Linked DNA regions of Sus scrofa: region 1 is linked to region 2. A link is a contact called in public HiChIP or PLAC-seq data. All regions are on one chromosome and are shown on one strand. Each heading gives the region's core, a stretch centred on a gene start, on an enhancer-like site or on the middle of the called end of the contact. The rest is flanking DNA. Distances are from core to core; before and after follow the strand shown. Region 1 holds the start of HSPD1 (heat shock protein family D (Hsp60) member 1). Region 2 holds the start of SF3B1 (splicing factor 3B subunit 1).

Region 1 (3,828 bases), core at 521-3,020, 35 kb before region 2:
GAATTGAAGCTGAGCACCAAAGCCTTCCTATTCCTAACTCCGAAACAGCTCCTTGCTAGAACTTTCTTAGAGGTAAGTGGAACACTTCAGTAAACATAATTGACCCCAAGGGGCATGTATTGTGAATTCTAGCTGACACTTCTAGAGGTCTGAGATCTAACCCTCAACTTGAGAATGGCTAGGATAATCCAGCCAATTTCCTTTATATGACAATTAAAGCAAAAGGTGATTAAAGTATAAGGACAATTTCAATGCGTTAGAGATTAAACCCAGAGCTCAAATTTCCCCTCAAGTCCGAAAGAGCCCCCACAGGTTATCTTTACCCATAACTATGCCTATTGATTTTAACAAGCTGGAACTCTCCCTTCATCACATAAAATAAGCGATTTTACTTCATACACCCACTAAATAATAATCATTAAAATAAATTATCTAAAAAGGACTCCTCCTCTACATTTTACATAAAAATTAGTTCCATTTTAGTCCCCGTTTACCTTTCCTTTAGAGCCTGATCCAACAGCTACTACGGTTGCTTGCAATACTTTTCCTTGAGATTTTTCTGGAAGCATAATGCCTCCTTTGGTTACCGTTTCAGCTGCACTTCTTTCAACTAATACTCGATCAAAGAGAGGAAGAAACTTTCTAAATGCTTGTCCTGCCTGCAGAAAAAAAAAATATTAGACAATGCCAACATTGAGTCTATTAACTCAAAGTAAATACTTCTGAATCTTCAGCTCTGCGTTCTGAGTTTAACTTCCCATTCCCTGGGTCTGTCAGGGTCGTCGTAGCACCTCTGGTCAATATCCAGAGGAACTTAAGGGCAACTTCAGATTACTCCAAGGTCAAGTATCCTCCGTCCTCGGATTTTTCTGGAAACTGCCGGCAAACATTTTAGTCCCTTTGTCTGAAGACATTCTTTTTCCACGACAATTACACACCCACTAATGCCGCGCAGAAGTGGATCGGCCGCCGCCGCGTGTGCATCCGGATTCCCGCCCCCTGACCACACGCTGTCTCACACGCGCGTGCAAATAACCCAAAGCATAGGGAAAAGGTCGGTGGGGCCTCGCTTCTCCAGGATTCGGGTGGGGACCGGTCCCTGACTGACCCCTACCCTGCCTGCTAGGCCCCAAAGAAATAGTCCGTGCGCCCCAGGCTCACGGGTCCCCAGCCACGCGGGACTCACCATGACCCCGGCCACCGCAACTGCTAGCCTGCTCTCAAGCCGCCGCAAGGAAAGACCTGCAGTACTGCCCTCCGTCCACGTGAACTCGGGAAAAGGCCGCCGAGCGCGCAGGCGCGCTCGCCCCCGCCCCCAGCCCCTCCCCGCTAGAGGGGGCGGCCGCACCCGCGCGCGCCGCGATTCGTCTCTTGGGATCTGCGCAGGTCACTGACGCGCGGACCCGGAGGCGGAAGAAAAGACGAGCTTTTTCTAGGCTTTTCTAGGCCGCCGGGCGAGGTGAAAATACTAGCCCTTTGCCCCCCTCCCGGAAATGACGCGCTGTGACCCTTGACCCACACAGAGCGCGGCCCTCCCCGGAAAGTTCTGGAACGGCGCGCAGCCCGGGAACTAGCCTAACTCGGCCAGGGAGGGCTGAGTCCGCCGGCCTGGACTAGCGCGGGCGGGGAGGGGCGGGACTGGTGCCAGGCGCGTGCAGATTGCAGGGCCCGAGCGGACGGGAAGAGGGCGGGAGCCGCCCGCACGCGCTCTGCGGAGGGGCGGGGGGAACGGCGGAGGGAGGAGACACGGGCTCTTTGCTGTGTGCGCCTTGCACTCTGTCCCTCACTCGCCGCCGACGGTCCGTCTCGCTGCCCGCACGCCGTGCCGCTGCCCCGCAGGTACGCGGCGTCCCGCGCCGCCTCAACTCATGCGCCTCGGACCCCGGAGCCGTCCTTCGACTGCTGCCCCGAGAGGGCTGGCGGCAAGAGCCAGAGCTTCCCCACACGGCGCTGCAGGCCCAGGCCCGCTGCGCCAGGCCTCGTGGGTCCTTGCGGGGGCCCATCACGTGCGGTGTGGATAGCTCGCCCGGGCAGGACGCAGCAGGGAGGGCTTGTCCCGGAGTTAGTGTGTAATCTGTGGAGTGTTATGCACATGGTTCCTCCGGTGCAATCCGCTTCTGGCCGGGTGTGGGGGTTCCCTGGAGGGTGGTCGCAGCCCATGGCAACGGCCTGTGACCCTGCGGCCAGCTGGGGTGCCGCGCCTCCAACTTTGACCTTGCTGGGGCGTCCTGATGGAAAGACACGTGGGGCCACGCGGAGTGGGCCGGGCCGCCGCCCCCAGTTTCGCGGCTTTGCCTGCTGCAATGATACAGTAGCCCCGAGTGGATACATGAAGAACCATTTTAATAAGGATATTTGCACTGTCAGTATTTTTTACTTCCCTGGTCATTCGTTTTTCGGGAGACGATCGGCGCGGTTTTGCTCTCAAGGCCACTTTAGCGGTGAAAGATTAACTCGTTTTTCAGCGTCAAGAGTTGGTGGCCATGGGGAAGATGGATGTGCTTTTTGCTAGTGCTGTAGGTCAAGGCTTGGGGCGGCCTCTTAAAGCTTGCGCCAGTAGCGGGTGTTCTGAGGCTGTGGTGTGTTCCCAAGCCCTGGTGTCTAGGCTGGTAGAGGTGAGGTCAGCTCAGCTCACTTCTGGCATTTATTCTGTTTCACGAGGGTCATGTTTGTGTTGTAACACACCACGGGTAGTGCTAATATTGTACTGACGATCTACTTGTTTCTCCCCCAGAAATGCTTCGATTACCCGCAGTCCTTCGTCAGATTAGGCCGGTGTCCAGGGCACTGGCTCCTCATCTCACTCGGGCTTATGCCAAAGATGTAAAATTTGGTGCAGATGCTCGAGCCTTAATGCTTCAAGGTGTAGATCTTTTAGCGGATGCTGTAGCCGTTACTATGGGGCCAAAGGTACCAGTATTCTTATTTTGTTAACTTACAGTATTGTTAAGGAATCCTGTTTTGCTGATGGCAAGAGCCACGCCAAGATACTCAACAGTGCTTTGGTATCCAAAACTACTGCTGCCACATTTGCCAAACTATTTTGTACAAGGTGTGATGTAATCGGATGGTAACTTGTAGCTCAAGATGGATTGTTAAACTCAAGGTGGAATGAATCTCACTTTCTTGCTTGAGTTAAATTTTGGATCCTTTCTCAGTAGTTAGTACCAAGTATACAGGGAAAAATGTTAGTCCACAATGCCTTAAGTATGTGCTTGTAGCTACTAGTTTTACTTGATGTTTTTATGCTATCCCTTCTGTTCCAAAGCACATTTAAAATTTTAAGTCTAGTTTAACAAGTGATTGATGAGTGAGGGGGTAATGAGTAATTTCAAAAAAGATTTTTTTTTTTCTTTTTTTGGTCTTTTTAGGGCCAAACCCTCGACATGTGGAATTTCCCAGGCTAGGGGGTCAAATTGGAGCTGCATCTGCAACCTACACCACACCTTTGGGCAACGCCAGATCCTTAACCCACTGAGTGAGGCAAGGGATCGAACCTGGGTTCTCATGGATACTGGTTGGGTTCGTTAGCACTGAGCCACCAAGGGAACCCCTGAAAAAGCCTTTTTGAGGATCCTTCAAGGTAGAGTGATGCTTCAAAAGTAAGTTTTCACATTACTGTTGTAGGTAGTAGGCACTGGACTAAACTTGAGTTTAAATTATGTGAAGATTTTTCTATAATTTCATTATCTGCCAATTGGTATTGGTTTATCTTGTTTTCTTTTTATAAAATGATATCTTTTTTTTCTTTCAATTTTATCTCCTGTAACATCTAATCCAAGGTTTTGCACTTCAAAACAGAGGTCATTTTATCTGTAAACTAAGAAC
Region 2 (3,364 bases), core at 618-3,117:
CCAAGTAAGAGGGTGCTAGTTCATAAATCAGGTCTTCAAGTTATTTTTTAAGAGTAATCGAGTGGCCTGGTGAAAGTTCAAGTTATATAAAACCTGATTTACATATAAGTAACATTTCTTAAAGAACACTGACACTCTTCAGTTTGACTGGGAAGAGAAAATCAGATTAAAGAATGGCTGAGAACGAGTTCCCACTGTCACATCGTGGGTTAAGGACCCAGTGTTGCCACAGCTTTGGCTGGGATTTGACTCCTGGCCTGGGAGTTTCCATATGCTGTGGGTGAGACCAAAAAAAAAAAAAAAAAAAAAAAAAAAGAATGGTAAGAATGGTTGAAGAACACTCAGCCAGCAGATGAGGGGGATACCTGAGAATATGGCTTCAAAAATACAAGAAAAAGCTTTTGAAAAATTAAAGCTGTTTATAAAAATTAGATGGGTTTATTTCCAAAGGTAATGTAAGATAAGTCAATGAAAATGGTTAACTAAATGCTGCATGACTGTGGAAAAGGATCAAATACATGAACTGTATGAATGAACTTATCCCGTAGATTCATCTCTTAGACTAAGGGTGTCATGTGTTCCTGAAAATCCTTAAAAATATGTTCAGTGAATTTTAAAGGTAGTAATAATACTAACAACATTTTCTGAGTAAACTCATACACTTTGCTTTAAAGTGGTAGTATACCAATAAAAATTAGTAATAGTTACTCTGCTAAATGAAGCAGAACAGTAGAAATAAAATAAGCTACTAATTTGGCTTGTTGGTATTTAAAAAATTTATTGAATCTAAAAGTTCTGGAGCGAATCCAAATTTGTGCCTTCTCTCTCCACCCTGTACAGTTTACAACTGGAATTCATGTTAAACGTTAATTTTAATTTTCGAGCATAATGTATTAAAATGTCATTAATAAATGGAAACTACGCGGTCTAAGTATGGAATCCTTCATGTCTCCACCTCCATCACCTAACAAAAAAAACCCAACAACCAGGAAAAGTGAAGGCAGATTCTGGCTCAAGGTGTTACAGGATCGCTAAGCTCCAACAGCACGGAAAACAAAATCCACAAGTCCCCTATTTCGGCTTCAATTGAGTTTAGCAAGCACCAAAGGCCGGGGGCAAAAACTGTTAACAAGAAACTGAGAAAGCAAGTCTGGCCATTGGGCACGCTCACCGCCAGGCAACAAACTCCCACAAACCCATCAACTCGCAACTCTGGCGCTGCAGTTAACTTTCCGAGAGCAGCATAAGTAGGCCCGGAAGAGCCCAAAGGCACCTCCGCGGAGCTGCTTTATCAGCTGCTTCTAAAGTCGCTAGGCGGATGATTCACCGCCTCTCGCGAGGGCAACGAACTACAAACAGACGGGGCATCCGGAACAGGCCAGCGAGCCTCAGCCCAACGCGGGGGGGCGGGCGGGGAATGCGCGCGGCCCCAAAGGCAGCAGACCTACCCTTTCTCTCCAGAGACCGGGAAACTCATCGGGCTCGCCTATTTCACCCCAAATGACCCCGGTCCCTTTGCTCGGCAAGGCTGGGCGGAAAACTACCCCCAATGCGGCGAACCCATTGTTCATTACCTGATGTTCCGCGGAGGCCCCTGCGCAGGAGCCGGGACTCCGGTCGCTGTCGCCGATTTTGGACGGCATCCCGAGACCACCTTTCTCAAGGTTCTCTGGCCTGTCCGAGCTGCCACAAACATCTTACCGAAGCCGGTGCGCCTCTGGGACCAGGCAGACGGCACCGCCCTCCTTCCCGGGGCCCGACCTTCCCGGCGCCGGCGCCTTCCAGCCAATCGGCGGGCCCCCTGAGCCGCCAGACACGCCCCTTCTCCCTCCCAGATTGCGCAGAGCTGACGCACATTCCCACTGCCGCAGGGCGTCCTGTAAACGCGCTCGTCATCCTTCCTGCCAATCAGAGGGGGCGTAGGGCCATCGGTACCCACCTCTTTCCGCCGGCCACTCTCTAGTTCCTGCCGCGCGCTTGGGCGCCTTACGTAAGGTCCACGGTGACCGCTCACCCCCCTTCCCGCGCTGGAACTCTTCCCCGGATTCGTCAACCGCCGCGGTTCTCTTGGGTGCTGTTTCCGGTCGTGAGGCTCGCCACATGAGCGCAGCCCGGGGGCGGGAGGAAGCCCGAAATTCTAGGTGTTAGTTATGTAACTATCCAAACCGGTGAGTGCTGGGTCGGACCTGCCATCCCTGCTGGCCGTCAGTCTTGTTGTTAATGATTGTCTAATACAGTACCTGCCGTGCTTACCCAGTGAGGTTGGTGTGAGGGCAGTGTAAGGCCATGTCGTTAGGAAAGAGACTCGGGGGCGTTTGCTTTCTGCCTGTGTAGGCAACATTTTAATTGGTGTTCGTATGTGATAATGCTTTGTGCAGTTGAAATCCGTTGCTAGAAAGCATATTAAGCATTTTCCAGTACAACACAGGAGGTTCTTGTCCATTGAGGTGGTTCTGAGCTGCATCGAAATAATCCAATATCAGATTACTTTCGAATACCCAGTCCCTGCTCTTCTTGTCTTGAACTTTAAATATTGCCTCAAACATATTGCTTTAAAACACGTTTTAAAAAGTTTTATTGAAGTATAGTTGATTTACATTAAAACACATCTTAACCGTATTACTCCCCCACTCAATACCCCAGTGGTTACCAGTTGTCTACAAAATACAGGCATTGCACTAGGACATCCTACTGACTCCTATTGCAAACTACTGGTATTGTTAACTAGAAGGCCTGTTAACATTTTCAGTGCAAGACATGATGTACTTGTGTACTTAATATAAGGCTTTTTTTTTTTTGGACTTTTTAGGAATATGGAAATTTCCAGGCTCGAGGTTGAATCAGAGCTGCAGCTGTTGGCCTCCGCCACAGCTACAGCAACCCACTGAGCAGGGCCAGAATCAAACTCATATCTTCATGGATACTAGTCGGATTCATTACCGCAGAGCCACAACGGGAACGCCAAGGCCTTCTTTTGTTAAATCCAAAATTTTCTCACTGAACTCTTCCCAGACACAAGAAAATATCTATTGAATTGAGTCACCCAATTGAATAGTTTACCAATTAAAACTTATAAGGCAAATAAAGGAATTTTTGTAATAGATGACAGTGTAGAGTACTCATTTGACTTCTCAGCAAAGGAAAGAATAATATAAACTTAAAGGTGATAATAAACTCTGGTTGAGTTTTAGTAGATGACAGTGCTTCCACAAATGGGGGCTAAAAATCTGTCTCTACAATAGGAGAAGATTGGTAGTAAATTGAAACTCAGCAGAGACCTGTGGGAAGCAGTATGTTAGAGTCCAAACCAGTTATGCTGCCAAAAATATATTTGATACAACACCACCTATTAAGTATTCTTGAC

What was found. HiChIP or PLAC-seq counts read pairs in DNA pulled down with a chosen protein or histone mark.
Region 1: an H3K27ac HiChIP or PLAC-seq map of skeletal muscle shows a contact between it and region 2. The contact joins the promoter of HSPD1 here to the promoter of SF3B1 in region 2. A contact is called at or near these places in 1 of 5 promoter capture datasets (fetal liver), 12 of 47 Hi-C or Micro-C datasets (alveolar macrophages, epiblast stem cells, fetal liver and 5 more) and 2 of 2 datasets of contacts at active chromatin or transcription factors (alveolar macrophages and skeletal muscle).

The regions. Positions count from the first base shown.
Region 1 is chr15:101,371,440-101,375,267 of Sscrofa11.1, reverse strand. HSPD1 (heat shock protein family D (Hsp60) member 1) reads left to right here and starts at 1,770. Exons shown (of 12, transcript NM_001254716.1): 1 at 1,770-1,839; 2 at 2,735-2,910. The coding sequence starts at 2,737. HSPE1 (heat shock protein family E (Hsp10) member 1) reads right to left here and starts at 1,249. Exons shown (of 4, transcript NM_214307.1): 1 at 1,187-1,249; 2 at 495-659. The coding sequence starts at 1,189.
Region 2 is chr15:101,336,521-101,339,884 of Sscrofa11.1, reverse strand. It overlaps SF3B1 (splicing factor 3B subunit 1), which reads left to right and starts at 1,867. Exons shown (of 26, transcript XM_001928794.4): 1 at 1,867-2,168. COQ10B (coenzyme Q-binding protein COQ10 homolog B, mitochondrial) reads right to left here and starts at 1,873. Exons shown (of 5, transcript XM_001928774.5): 1 at 1,575-1,873. The coding sequence starts at 1,696.